Linked DNA regions of Mus musculus: region 2 is linked to region 1. A link is a contact called in public Hi-C data. All regions are on one chromosome and are shown on one strand. Each heading gives the region's core, a stretch centred on a gene start, on an enhancer-like site or on the middle of the called end of the contact. The rest is flanking DNA. Distances are from core to core; before and after follow the strand shown.

What was found. Hi-C and Micro-C count contacts between places; a contact is called where the count stands out from the background.
Region 2: a Hi-C map of cerebral cortex shows a contact between it and region 1, with 1.7 times the contacts expected there. The contact joins two enhancer-like sites. A contact is called at or near these places in 5 of 484 Hi-C or Micro-C datasets (cerebral cortex, nephron progenitors and uterus).

What each region holds. Positions count from the first base shown.
Region 1 is chr10:39,384,137-39,390,278 of GRCm38.p6, forward strand. The region is part of intron 1 of Fyn (Fyn proto-oncogene); the gene reads left to right. Among named protein-coding and RNA genes, the nearest start is that of Fyn, 17 kb to the left of the region's middle. Within about 2 kb of position 3,220, at least 49 of the 459 cell types and tissues checked have an H3K27ac peak or open chromatin away from gene starts, as enhancers often do. A contact at or near this core is called in cerebral cortex, where this site is marked.
Region 2 is chr10:39,637,769-39,644,279 of GRCm38.p6, forward strand. Traf3ip2 (TRAF3 interacting protein 2) reads left to right here. Exons shown (of 9, transcript NM_134000.3): 4 at 1,452-1,630; 5 at 3,538-3,626. The region is part of intron 2 of E130307A14Rik (RIKEN cDNA E130307A14 gene); the gene reads right to left. Among named protein-coding and RNA genes, the nearest start is that of Gm16364, 27 kb to the left of the region's middle. Within about 2 kb of position 3,298, at least 73 of the 459 cell types and tissues checked have an H3K27ac peak or open chromatin away from gene starts, as enhancers often do. A contact at or near this core is called in cerebral cortex, where this site is marked.

The DNA of each region.
Region 1 (6,142 bases), core at 1,970-4,469:
TTTTGTTTTTTAATGAAGAGTGAGTTTTTAATTTTCTCACGAGGTTACTTCAATCCCTTCAGAATTATGTTTCTGGTTACTTCCTGAAATGGATGCCTGTGAGTAGCAGTTATGCACACACCATAGTAACTCTGCTTGAAAAAGAGGCTCTTTCTGCAGGTGCAGATTCCCTGGTGAATGCAGAACAAATTCTACTAAATGGAGGCCCTTCCCGGGCATTCTCCCCTCCCCCATAACGAAATGTGTAAACACTTTTGCCAAGTAGTATCATGAATCTTTCCTCCATATTTTAGAATTACTACCTCCAATAAATACCTGCAGTCCACAACTTAGTGAAGTAAGTCATTTTGCAGCGCTTCTGTGTGCTTTGACTTAGATGAAGAAGGACCAAAGTTTTCTCTGCTTACTTCATCTTAGTGTAGAGCTTAAACTGGTGTCCACTTATAACTGGGAGCCCCATCAAAAGCCTGCCACAAGGCAAGGCAGTCCCAAGTATCACGACGCAGTTTCCACACAGAATCTTGGCGGCTTGTGTGCTCAATGTCCTCCCTTGATTTCGCTGGCATGAACTTCGACTTCAGAGATTTCCAAACGGTTTTAAGCAAAATACCCCTCAGCCTGAGAGGTCTTGTTGATCAGTGTTCCATTGAGTCAGGTGGAGTTAGCGTGGTTTCTCATACTGGGGCCACCCAGCTGACAGGAGGCAAAAGATAATGTGTGTGCTGCTGTGAAGAAGGGCCTTTTGCATTCAGCAAAAATGTTGTCAATCGGTTTTTCTGAACAGGAGTATAAAATGTGACCTGTTAGTTTCTGCTCCCTCATGTCTTTTGTATTTAGTAGGATTTAGCCACTTGCTTGAATGCAGTTATGAATTTGGTATTTCATAACCAAAATTTAAGTAACTTTCTGCTTCATAATAGTCAGAGAAGTAAGACCATAGGTTTTAACATCCCAAGAAAAAGAAGTCATTTTATCTCTTGAGTAGAGCTTTTTACCATTACAGCAGCAGTAACAATCACAGACAGTTCACCTGTGACAGATGAAACTTCCAGAAGGTTTATTCTGATCTCCTGAGATGCATGGGAACTCCAGTTGACCTTCTTTAAAACTCATGATAAACGAGCCTAAACCTAGACTCCCTTAACTTTCCCTGTTGACGAAGGGTTTCTTCTAACAAAGGTAATACATGAAAACGCTTTCCGTGCACACCGTATACATGCAGACACATAGAGCCTTAGTCTCCAAGTAAGCAAAACCAATTTAGACCAGATCATTTGCTTTAAGGGGACAGTGTTTCCACAGTGCTATGATAATGAATCTTCTGCAGGCACGTGGGTGAGGCCATCGTTGCTAGCTGTCTCACTGCAGAAGCTGTCAGCATCTGAAGTGGAGTGTGGTACTTCCTCAGCAGATTTGTGATGTGTGATATTCCCGTAGTGGATAGTAAATAGCAACAGACATTTGTACCCATTGACATTTATCTTCAACTTCCGTGAAACACAAGATTTGGGGTTGGGTCTGTAGCTCAGGAGTAGAGTTTGCCTGGTGTGAAAAAGAAAACCAGCGATGCCACACTTAGTTTTAAAAGCTAAACTTGCATTTTCTTTCTCTTTGGCCTCGCTGTGGCTAGAAAAGATAGTGGACAATTTAAACATGACCGTTCTATAAATGACAGAAGTGCTATAATGAGAGCGGTTCTTAAAAGCTCTGCCCTGGTCTGTTTGCTCCAGATACTTAATGCACACCTGCTTTATGTTCTGTGTCTCCTTTGAATTCTTCCGGCTGGCATTCTGTGCATCTCAGGCTCAGTATGGCCGAGGCACCGTGACTTCCTCTGTGACAGAGGAATGCATGTGTCACTGCGAGTCAGGATTGGATGGAGCTAGCCGACCTGGATTTCTCTTGTCCCAGGCACTCTGGTAAGCCCAGGAAGGCTCCTTGTGACATGACTGGGAAGGGCAGGAAAGAGACTGTCACAGTTGAACTAAACCTCCCGTCACTGTGTTGGCCTGACTGGTAGGCAGTTCTGTGTTAGAAAAGTGCCAGACCATCAGAGTACAAAGCCCAGGCCTGGTGGGTCGGTGGCACCGTAACAGGTGGCTGTTGAAGTGAAGCAGCCCGTGTAGATCTTACTCTGAGCCAGAGGAGTGAGTCCCACGTCAGAGTCACCCTGGTCAGGGGTCGTGTTTCCACGCCCGCCCGCCTTGGCCCTCTTTTGTTCCTGCTTTTGCCCTTCCAGCCTCACTTCCACAGCAGTGGGCTCTAAAGGAAGCCTGTCACGGCGGTCACGTCATTTCCCTCTTCTATGACAGGATATAGACCTGCTCTCCATGGCCTCTCTGACACATACCCGCTGCTTGCTTTGTCGGGGTAACTAACATGATGCTTGCCAAGTTTGTGCATGTGTGTTTGCGTATATATGTTTATACATATTTCGAGGTATAGAACTTAGGAGACACACAGCAGCTTTAAAAATGCAGTCTCATGCTTTTAAATAGAGCAGTTTTATACAGAATCTGAGATTGCTAGCTTTTCTTGACAAAAAAAAAAGCAAAATATAGCAAAACTAAAATGAAAAAAATTTTCTTAATTGAGACAGGGTCTTACTATGTATTCCAGGCTGGCCCATAACTCAGAGTCCTTCGTCTCAGCTCCTGAAGTGCAGGGATTACAGGTGTGCGCCACCATGCTTAGTTCCTACACATCGTTTTAATGTAGTGAACTTGACTTGAAATCAGAAGGAAGAACGGAAGGCGATTATTTCTTACCCATGGTGGTAAGGAAATTCAGGTCTACGTTTCTAGTGTTATTTCTATCTTCAAAGACAGTTAAGAGAACAGATGTACCCTGGACCATCCATTATATCTTCTAGCCCTTCTCCTTCTCTCTTGGAAGGAAGTGTGAGCTAAAGGGAGCTGATTGCTTGCAGGATGTTAGATGAGAGGCTTTGTTTTAAGTACTCACGGCCTATATAACTTAGCATGGCACTTCTGTGGTTGACAGGGATGTGACAAGCGACCAGGAACATAGGACACTGGGGTAGAGGATACTTTGAAGTCACAGTTTTGAGACTGTGCTCTTGAGCAACTGTTTTCTGTTGCTTCTCTTTTGTAAGCGTGCCACTGTTCAGTTTTATCACAAGCGCCTTTCCAAGGACAGTAAATGGTTTTACACGCTATGACATTGTTTCCATAGTAACTAATGTATTTTAGCAAAGAGAGACTGTGATAGAAGTAGGCTAAAAGGGACAGATACAGAACTGGCACAGTGTAAAATGTGGGGCAGTGTGTGTTGTTGTAAAGACATGTCTTTTTTGTTTGTGTGTGTGTGTGTGTGTGTGTGTGTGTTTGTGTATGTGCATGTCTGTGTCTGTGTTTTCTGACCTGTTCAGGAAAACCTCTGTAGCTAGATCTTGACTTCTTAATATACTAATACAATTTTTGCTGCATCCAGCACACTTTGGTATTTTGCTGACACCATGCCTTTGGTCAGTCCTTGGTTTCGTGTCTCTTTCCTTTAGTGCCGCCCGTGTTGTATGCTCCCTTCGGCCTGCTTTTCAGGCCACTCTCCCACGCGTCAGCTCCTGGTTTTTGCAGTTTTATGCTGGTTGTCTACACTGCCTGCCTCCACGTTGCATTTGTCACCAGGACTTTCCAGTCAGGCTTGTACGCCACACTCTGCTAAATCTGCAGTTGGCTGCACTCATCCTCCGGGGGTTTTAAATCCAGGAGCCAGTGTGCATGTCTACTTTCAAATGTGTGTGCTAATCCCGCAGTTTAAGCAGATATGAAAGACTGTGCCACTCTGCTCCGTGCTTGTGAGTGTACGTGGATTGCTTTTGGTCTATGACAAATACAAGCCTCGCTTACGTTCCTAATAAGTCTCTGTGGATATGCAAGAGTCACTCAGGTTCCTTTCTGACAGAAAGAGAAGGTGAGGCGTAGTCCTCATGGAGTAGACAACACATTTTAAAACATAGAATCATACTTTCAAACAGGCAGTTTTACATAAAAACTGAGATTTAAAAAAATAAAAAATGTCTAAGGACAGCAATTCCCCACTCCCCTACTCCCAGGGCAGGGCAGTGTGCGACTGACACCTTGGGAAGGAGTCACAGTCTTTGGCTCTCCCTCATCTGTCTGCTTTGCACATGCTGTTTACCTGCCTGACCCTGTGGGTTTAGTATGTGACCCTGGCTGCACCCACAGGCCCAGTCACAGAGCATATAAATAGAAGGGCTAGGGGTAGATAACACTTGGTTTCCTGGCCAACAGCTCTCTCCCTGGCTGTGGACTGGACTTTTCTATTAGAGTGTACTTGATTTGTCGGTGGTGAGGGGCATCATTAGGTAGGTAGGGTAGACTGCCTAGTAGAGATGGACCCTGCGGTTGATCTGAGTGCATTGTTCTTATTTGGTAGACTTCTCCTACTGGTTCCCTCCAGAGAACATGTGTGCTCCCCACTGTGGTGTGCAGGATGAAGGTGTTAGTGATCAATGCTATATTTTAATGTGCGGATACTGGATCCACATTTGTGTATATGGGGGTGTGTCTGGCCTCAGGTGTCATTTCAGAAATGCTATCTACCCCCTTTTATTAGCTTGGAACTCCCAAAGAGACTAGGTGGCCTGGACAGTGAGCACCAGGTATCTTTTTCCCTCTGCCTGCCCAGTTATGGGACTGCAAGCATGTGTCACCACACCCCAGCTCTGTGTGTGTGTGTGTGTGTGTGTGTGTGTGTGTGTGTGTGTTAGTTCTGGGGGTCAAACTCGGCTCCTTGTGATTCGTAAGGGAAGTGTTTTAGCAACTAAGCCATCTCCCAGCCCTTGACTTTTGTATTTTACAAAATTTTCAGTGAGTACATCGCACCTTGTTAAGGAGGCGTAAGGACTATTTACTTCTATAAACAAAGAGTAAATGAGCACACATAGCATTGGCTGAAGCCTCCGTCCTACTCGAAGCATGAGAGACTGCTGGCCATCTTTGCCTGTGCTACCGGCTAGGCTTTCCTCTTGATGTCAGTGTACCACACCATTATGCTCCAGCTTTGTCTTTGCCTGGAGTCGCCATTTACACATACATGTCATCACTGCGCCCACACTGGAGTAGGGAAGCCGAGACAAGAGGTGGCAGTTAGACTCAAGTTTAACCTTGTTGGGTTTCTGGGTCAGCACAACTAGAGAAAGTGCTAGACTGGAACCAGGAGGAATGGTTAGAGGAAAATCCATTTTTCTTAGGGAAATGGGGAGCTGAGAAGCCTTGCAATAAACAGCCTTGTCTGAGCCGAGACTTGGGCACACGGGCCATCATGGTGGCCATGAACATGGAAGATTCCAGACATTGTGTGTCTGTCTGCAGCTGCACAGGCCTTGGGTAGACCACTGTGAAAGTGGTCCTGTTTTTGCTTCTCCCCCACGGCCTGGCAGCGAGCCAGGAGCACCCTGCGCTGGAGAGCATTGAGGAGCTTCTGTGTGTGTTCTGTCTGCGCCTAAGCTTTCTGTGGGATTACAGCAGAGTCTGTCCCTGCCTGGTCTTTTTTGTGCTTTGGATTCTAAGTTAAGAATAACCGAAGGAACACTTGTCCCTGTTGACAGGCTTGATCGGGACGTTGCTATCAAACGGCTATTTTATCCTCTATCCTCGTTGCCACTGACACCACACCGTACAGCCCTGAGGTTCCTCCTTCAGTTGTGACTGAATAGAGCTGTGATTGCTGGAGCAGAAAGAAGCCATTCAGATGCGGTGTGTGTCCAGTAATGTGTGTGTAGATGGTTCTGGCAGGTCAATGAATATTTTAAACCTTTGCCAGCAGAGAGAAGTGTTGAAGGTGGAATGAAGAAGATACTGTGACAGAGGAAAACACATCTCATTTTTCTCTCAGTCTTCCATTTGTAAGATAAAATAATGCTCCCAAGTTTCTCATGGACCCTAAATCTCCTTTGTTACATATAAGATATGATTATGACAATAGTTGATTACATTTCAGTAACTGAGGTGTGTGTGCGTGTGTGTGTGTGTGTGTGTGTATGTGTGTATGCCTGTGCATATGCACAGAGAGGCCAGAGAGGGAGCCTGAGTGTTTTCCTCCATTTTGGGGGAGAGGGTACAGAATCTTTTCACTTAACCTGAAACTGGGATCCCCC
Region 2 (6,511 bases), core at 2,048-4,547, 250 kb after region 1:
GAGGAAAGTCCCAGAGGCAGGCAACAGAGTCTGAGGGAGACAGTCCTTGCTCCCACTGTCAGGAATCCCACAAGATCAAGCTACACAACTGTAACATATGTGTGAAGGGCCTAGGTGAGTCCCAGTTAGGCTCCCTGGTTGGTGGTTCAATTTCTGTGAGCCCCTATGGGCCCAGGTTACTTGATGTGTGTGTGTGTGTGTGTGTGGGCGGGGGGGGGGGTGTTGTGGTGTCCTTGGCCCCTCTGGCCCCTACAAGCCTTCCTCCCCCTCTTCCTTGGATTACCCAAACTCCACCTAGTGTTTGGGTGTGGGTCTCTGAATCTGTTTCCATCAGTTGTTAGGTGAAGCCTCTCTGATGATAATTGAGCTAGACACCAATCTATGAGCATAGCAGAATATGATTAGGAATAATTTCTTTGACTTTTTTTTTTTTGCCATTGCTGTTTGGTTCTAACATGGGTTGGGGGGGCAGTTATGGCTCCTGGCCTTCAGGGCAATGTCAGAGGTAGGATCTCTCTCACGGCATGGGTCTCAATCTGGACCAGTCATTGGTTGGCCACTCTCACAATTTCTGAGCCACCTTTACCCCAGCACATCTTGTAGGCAGGACATATTGTACCTTGAAGGTTTTGTGGCTGGGCTGCTGTCCCAGCCCCTCCACTGGAAGTGTTGCCTGGTTACGGGAGAGGGCCTGTTCAGGCCCCAAATCCCCGTTGCTAGGAGTTGTAGCTAGGGTCACCCTCACTTATTCCTGGGAGTTTCTATTGCCCTAGCGCATCCCAGCGATGGGCTCCCATGCTCTTCAAGTTGTCTCTTCAGGACTCTCTCCCTCCGTCCTCCCACCAGATCCCTCCTGTTCCTGTCCCCACCCCTGTCCAGTCCCCTCTCCCCATCTACTTGAGATGTCTGTTCTGATTCCCCTTCTCAGCGAGATTCATGTATCCCTCCCTTGAGCCATCCTTGTTACCAAGAGAAATGCTTTTAAACCTACATGGCAAAAAAAAAAAAAAAAAAAAAGAAACAAACAAACAAAAAACTTATGAAACACAATCAAATGTTATCCCTCCCGAGCTAAAAGCTGTGTCTTTTTATTTGCAGCCTTTACTATTATCTTTCTATGTCACCCATCACGCTATTTTGTTTTGCTGGTGACCTTGTCTGACCTGTACATGGGATTTATTTTCCCAATTAGACAGACCTTGAATAAAGAAATCAAATCCCTCGTCCCTCTTTTGACCCCTAGCACAGGTCCTCACATATGGGAACCAGCTGGCTTGGTTTTTTTACAAAGGAAACTCCATGCCCCACCTCTCCATCTGTGTCAGATAAGAAGTTAAGGCAGAGGGGAGATCATGCATTGGAATGGTCCCACAGTTTGTAAAGTTTTTCTGTCTGCCTAAACTGTGTTTGTGATGAAGATAAAAATTTGCTGTAAACATACTCCCTTGCAGGGACCAGCTCTACCGCCCACCATCTAATGGAGTGGAAGCCCCTGAGGAGTCCTTGGACCTTCCTGCAGAGCTGAGACCACATGGTCCCCAGGCTCCATCCCTAGCTGCCGTGCCTAGACCCCCTAGCAACCCCTTAGCCCGAGGAACTCTAAGAACCAGCAATTTGCCAGAAGAATTACGTGAGTTGTTTGCATCGTGGCTTCTTCTTGTGGGGTTTCATGCTCAGAGGGTTTGGCTTAGCCACTCATCCGGAATCTCGGCTATATTTTTATGTAGATAGTACAATGCAGCTTTCCCCTTCCTCAGTGAGCCTAGCTCAGAAGCAATGCTCCCAAACTGCTTACCACTGGATTTTCCTTAACACACAGGAAACAACAAACACCACCCATACTTCTTTCCTTCTAAATGATGCTGCTCGTCAGTGCCGTGCCCCTGGGTAGATGGATTGGTTGCTCACGTGGCACTGGGTAGAAACCTAGTGCCTCACTGTAAATTAGCAGCAGCTCTCAAGAACAAGGTCATTTTCTGCAGGAGTGAGCAGTCTTGTCTGAAAAAACAAAAACAAAAACTGTCTCATATCGCCCATACTGCTTCACACCCCGATGCAAACTCAAGAAATTTAGTTTTATTTAAAGAAATATTCCATTCATTGTCAGGCAGTGATTCGTTCCCCACATTTTGCTGCTAGAACCAGACATGTTGAAATATCACCAGAATGTTCTGAGAGTGAGGCCAGCTAGGATTCTTAGTTCCAGAAATCTTAAGCAATCAGTCACTACTTCTGAATCATCATCTGCTAGAGAGGCTCGCTCTTTCCAGAACTGGGACACTCAGAACCAAGCCCAGCCCTTTGCTTTGCTAATTGCTTTTGTTGAATCTCTACTTGAAGTCACTTCCAGCTCTGGAAGACTTCTATGACCATGATAACTCTGGTTTTCACGCAAAAAATCTGTTTCTGAGGCACTTTAAAATCATATATACTTCAATTAAACAAAATATCTGAGTGGACAGACATGGGCTTACATGGCATACGGTCCCAATATTCTGTCATCTTACCTGGGAAGGGAGTCCTGCAATTATTACACATGGAGGTGGAAAAGGGCCACGCTCTGCCATTTGCCTGGCTGCTGGTTACTTCCACCATCACATACCACACACACCTTCATTTGAGAGCTGAGTTCCCATTCGGAGCAGGCTAAGCACAGATAAATGCACACAGACTCATCTTCTCTTCAGTATCTCTTAATCCTCTGCCTCGGGGTTTCTTGAGATTTTAACTGATGCATTCCACACTAAAAGGCAACATATAGAGATTATTCATCTACCACAGCAAACTGCTAGTGAAGACGTTTCTCCAATACTTTATTTAATCTGAGGAAAGAGTGGTTCTGGCTGGATAAGGCATGCCTGTCCACAACAGTTCTGTCCACGGCTCCTTGCTTGCTTGTGAGAGAAGAGACCACCTGCAACACTGAACTGTCCTGAGGCACTGTGTCCCCCTTAAACCACTGAAGCTGCACTCACGTCTCTGATCTGGGCATCAGACTACTCCTGCTTCCTGACCTCTCTCCAAAATGAGCCAAAGGGGGCAGGGCAAGCAAACACATCCTCTCCCACCCCCTACTTGGTCTTGTCAGGCAAGAGTTCAGGGCAGCAGAGAGCATCAAGAGATCAAAAGCAGGCACTGCTGGGTGGCCCCTTAGCAAGCCTAGCTTCTTAGCCTGCTGGGAGAGTATTTTCCTTGGGCACAGGGCCAAGTGTCTCTAAGAAACAAGGCAGTGGCTTGAGCTGAAGGCCACTTGGGCTGTGGGTGGTAACATCTCCTGTGGCGTTCCAAAGACCCGCTAAGGCTTGTCTGAGCCTGCCCTTACTCTCCCCTGCCCCTTCTGTCTTCTGTTCACTCTGGACAGCATGTACTCGCTTGGACAGCTCCCAGCCCGTCTCACAGAGGACAGCAACCCACACTACTACAAGCATAAGCCCTTGGACCACCCTCCAGCACAACAGGCAATGCATACTACATAGACTGGCTGTGTAAAAAAGAATAATTCGATTGCTTTCAACAACTGTGAAAATTTTCTCTTAGGGAAAGTCTTTATCACTTATTCTATGGACACAGCCATGGAGGTGGTGAAATTTGTGAACTTTCTGTTGGTGAACGGCTTCCAAACTGCGGTAAGTACTCGATTCAAAGAGAAAAAGCTCTACAGTTCAGTCGGACACGATAGCAACAACAACAACAATAATGAAAAAGTATGAATAGTTGTTGTTTTAAACAGTTTCATTATTTATGTGATTATGAACTAAATGCTTATGAGTTTAGATAATTGTTTTCTAGGTATCTATCTATTTCTTTGATGCTGAGAGTCAAGGCCAGGGCCTCATTCATACTAGACAAGTATTCCACCACAGTGTAAACTACCCAAAGTCTCCAACATTTTTCCTCCCCGAATCTATAATAGTGGTAATTCCTGCCGTGGGTCCTGCTGGCCCTAGCTAAAGGAAAGGCCTGGCTTTTCCTGCACTCTACCCTTGCCCTTTCTCATCAGCCATTAGCCACCAAGGTCCCTCCTTGGTACAGGAGGCTGCAAAGTCACCAAGGTAGCTGTACCAAACCAGACCCCTCTATTCTGTACTGGATTATGAGGTTTGAGTTAGAAACCTGAGTACCCCACTGTACAGGGCTGCCTTTTTACACCTTCTTTCAGGAGTGAAGATTCTGTTCAGGGAAATCATGGCTTGGGCTAGGTCTGGGGAGATGACTTTAATTCACTCCCTACAGTCAGTCCACTGTAATCTTGGTCCAAAAGCCCTCAAGCACATAATCTTTCTGTCTCCCTGCTAACCCGAGACAGCACAGCTTAAAGCTGTGTACATTCTTCCTTAGGAGAAACAAAATGCTGCAGCTTGTTACTCAGAGGACTGGCTTTCCTCAATCATAGAGCTTCCTTCCTTCCTTCCTTCCTTCCTTCCTTCCTTCCTTCCTTCCTTCCTTCCTTCCTTCCTTCCTTCCTCCCTCCCTCCCTCCCTCCCTCCCTCCCTCCCTCCCTCCCTCCCTCCCTTCCCAGAAGCCTCTCCTAGGCACGCAGCAGCAGTAGATTCCAGAGAGGAGTGAAAAACCAGTAAAGTGGGGGTGCTGGAGGATAAAGCAGTTGCTTAGCGTGTTCAACAGTTTTGGATTTTGTTTTGGTTGGTTCGTTTTTCAAGACAGGGTTTCTCTATGTAGTCCTGGCTGTCCAAGAATTCACTCTGTAGACCAGGCTGGTCTCAAACTCACAGAGATCTGCCTGACTCTGCCCCCAAAGTGCTGGGACTAAAGGTGTGTGCTACCACTGCCTGGCTGTGATTAGTTTTTATTTGAAGGTTTTTTTTTCCCCCTGTAATTCATTAAAAAATGAAAGTACCTAAAAATTTAAAGATATGCCTACAATTTATGTAATCCAACTTCACAACTCCCTAGAATAACGTTTCACTCTCTCATTTCCAGAATAAGACAGTGCTAGGGCAACTGTGACATAAAAGCTGAGCCGTGAGCCGTGAGGCAGCATACAAGAGCTCACTTTTTCCTTCTTCAAATATAAACATACGGATTCTGACTGCCCCTGGAGAATAGCCACAGTTTTAACCTTTAAATGCCTCTAATCAAGGCAATTCAGGGGGGATTTAAATGCCCCTTGACTCTTATCCGTAGAAGCCTGTGTCTGTGAGCAGCTATGTGTTATACTTGACACATTGGGATCCTCTTAGTGAAATGGAGCAAAGAGTCATTTAAGGAGAATTTAATTAAAACAACAACAACAACAACAACAACAAGAGCAGCCACCGCAGCATACCGGTTTGGGTAGGTCTTAGGAAAGAAACCCTTAGGAAGAGTGCCATGTCCTGCCACCAGCAGGACACAGTTACTAGAGATGGGGGATGGTGCCTGAAAGCAGCCATGAGGCTGCTGGGCCTAGAACATGGGGAACAGGGTTGGTTTCATCTTGGACCCTCTCTCCTTGGCTGGAGATGGCTATCCTCTCTGTGTCTTCATGGTCCCTCCCCTGTGTATGCACAGAGCTGTATACTGATTCTCTCTTCTTCCAATGAACACCAATCCTATTGGATTGGGGCTCACCAGCACCTCATTTTACCCAAATTATCATCTGAGAAGCCCTATCCCACATCCAGTTACATTATGAGGTAATGGCAGAGTTTCAATAAATTAATTTTTATCTTATTTTTTGAGACAGAATCTCACTTTCTTGGCCAAACTGACAATCCCCCTACGTCAGCCTCCCAAGTAGGGAGATTGCAAGTGCAAGCCACCACTTCCAGCTAACATATGCATTTGAGGGACACAATTTAGCTCGTAACACCAGCAGTGTGGAAAACGTGTCATAGACAAGTCTAGATTTCTGATGGAAACGTAGAGAGGCAGACACCTCCCAGAACGTGGGTCTGTCTCTGGAGCATGGGAACAAGGTCCGTGCTGAGGAATAATGACCACTGATGGTGTGTTCACATCGTGTATGGCACCATGACGTTTGTCTCTTCTGTATTGCCATAAGTCCTCATGAGCACAGTCATGAAGGTGAAGAGCAGCAAGCTTGAGTGGAGCCCAAGCTTCTCCTCCTTGGTCTGAAATGGCAATGCCTGACTGCACATCACAGACTGGCAGATGGGCCAGCACACACCTCATCACAGTCTCTCCTAGAGGGAGCTTAGGAGGATGAGGAGGTCATATGTGAGACACTGAGTAAATGATAGGATGCTGTAATGGGTTGTTTGCTACTATGGCCATAGTGTGTGAGAGTTAGGGGATGGGGGGATGGTCAGTGTGACTTACACTGCAGAAGGGCTTATGCTGTGCTACAAGGGAACTAATGTGGGGAAAAGATAGTAGCTGGTTCAGGATGCTTGATGAAGACCTGAGACTTGGTTTGGTCCATTCGAAACAGCAGGGTAACACTAGGCTGATTAATACGTGTACAGTAAGTCTAATCAAATAACCCTTCTCCAGAGACCTTCTGAACTCATCTGCTCTAGTACACAGTATATTGCCTCTTCCAACCAGGAGT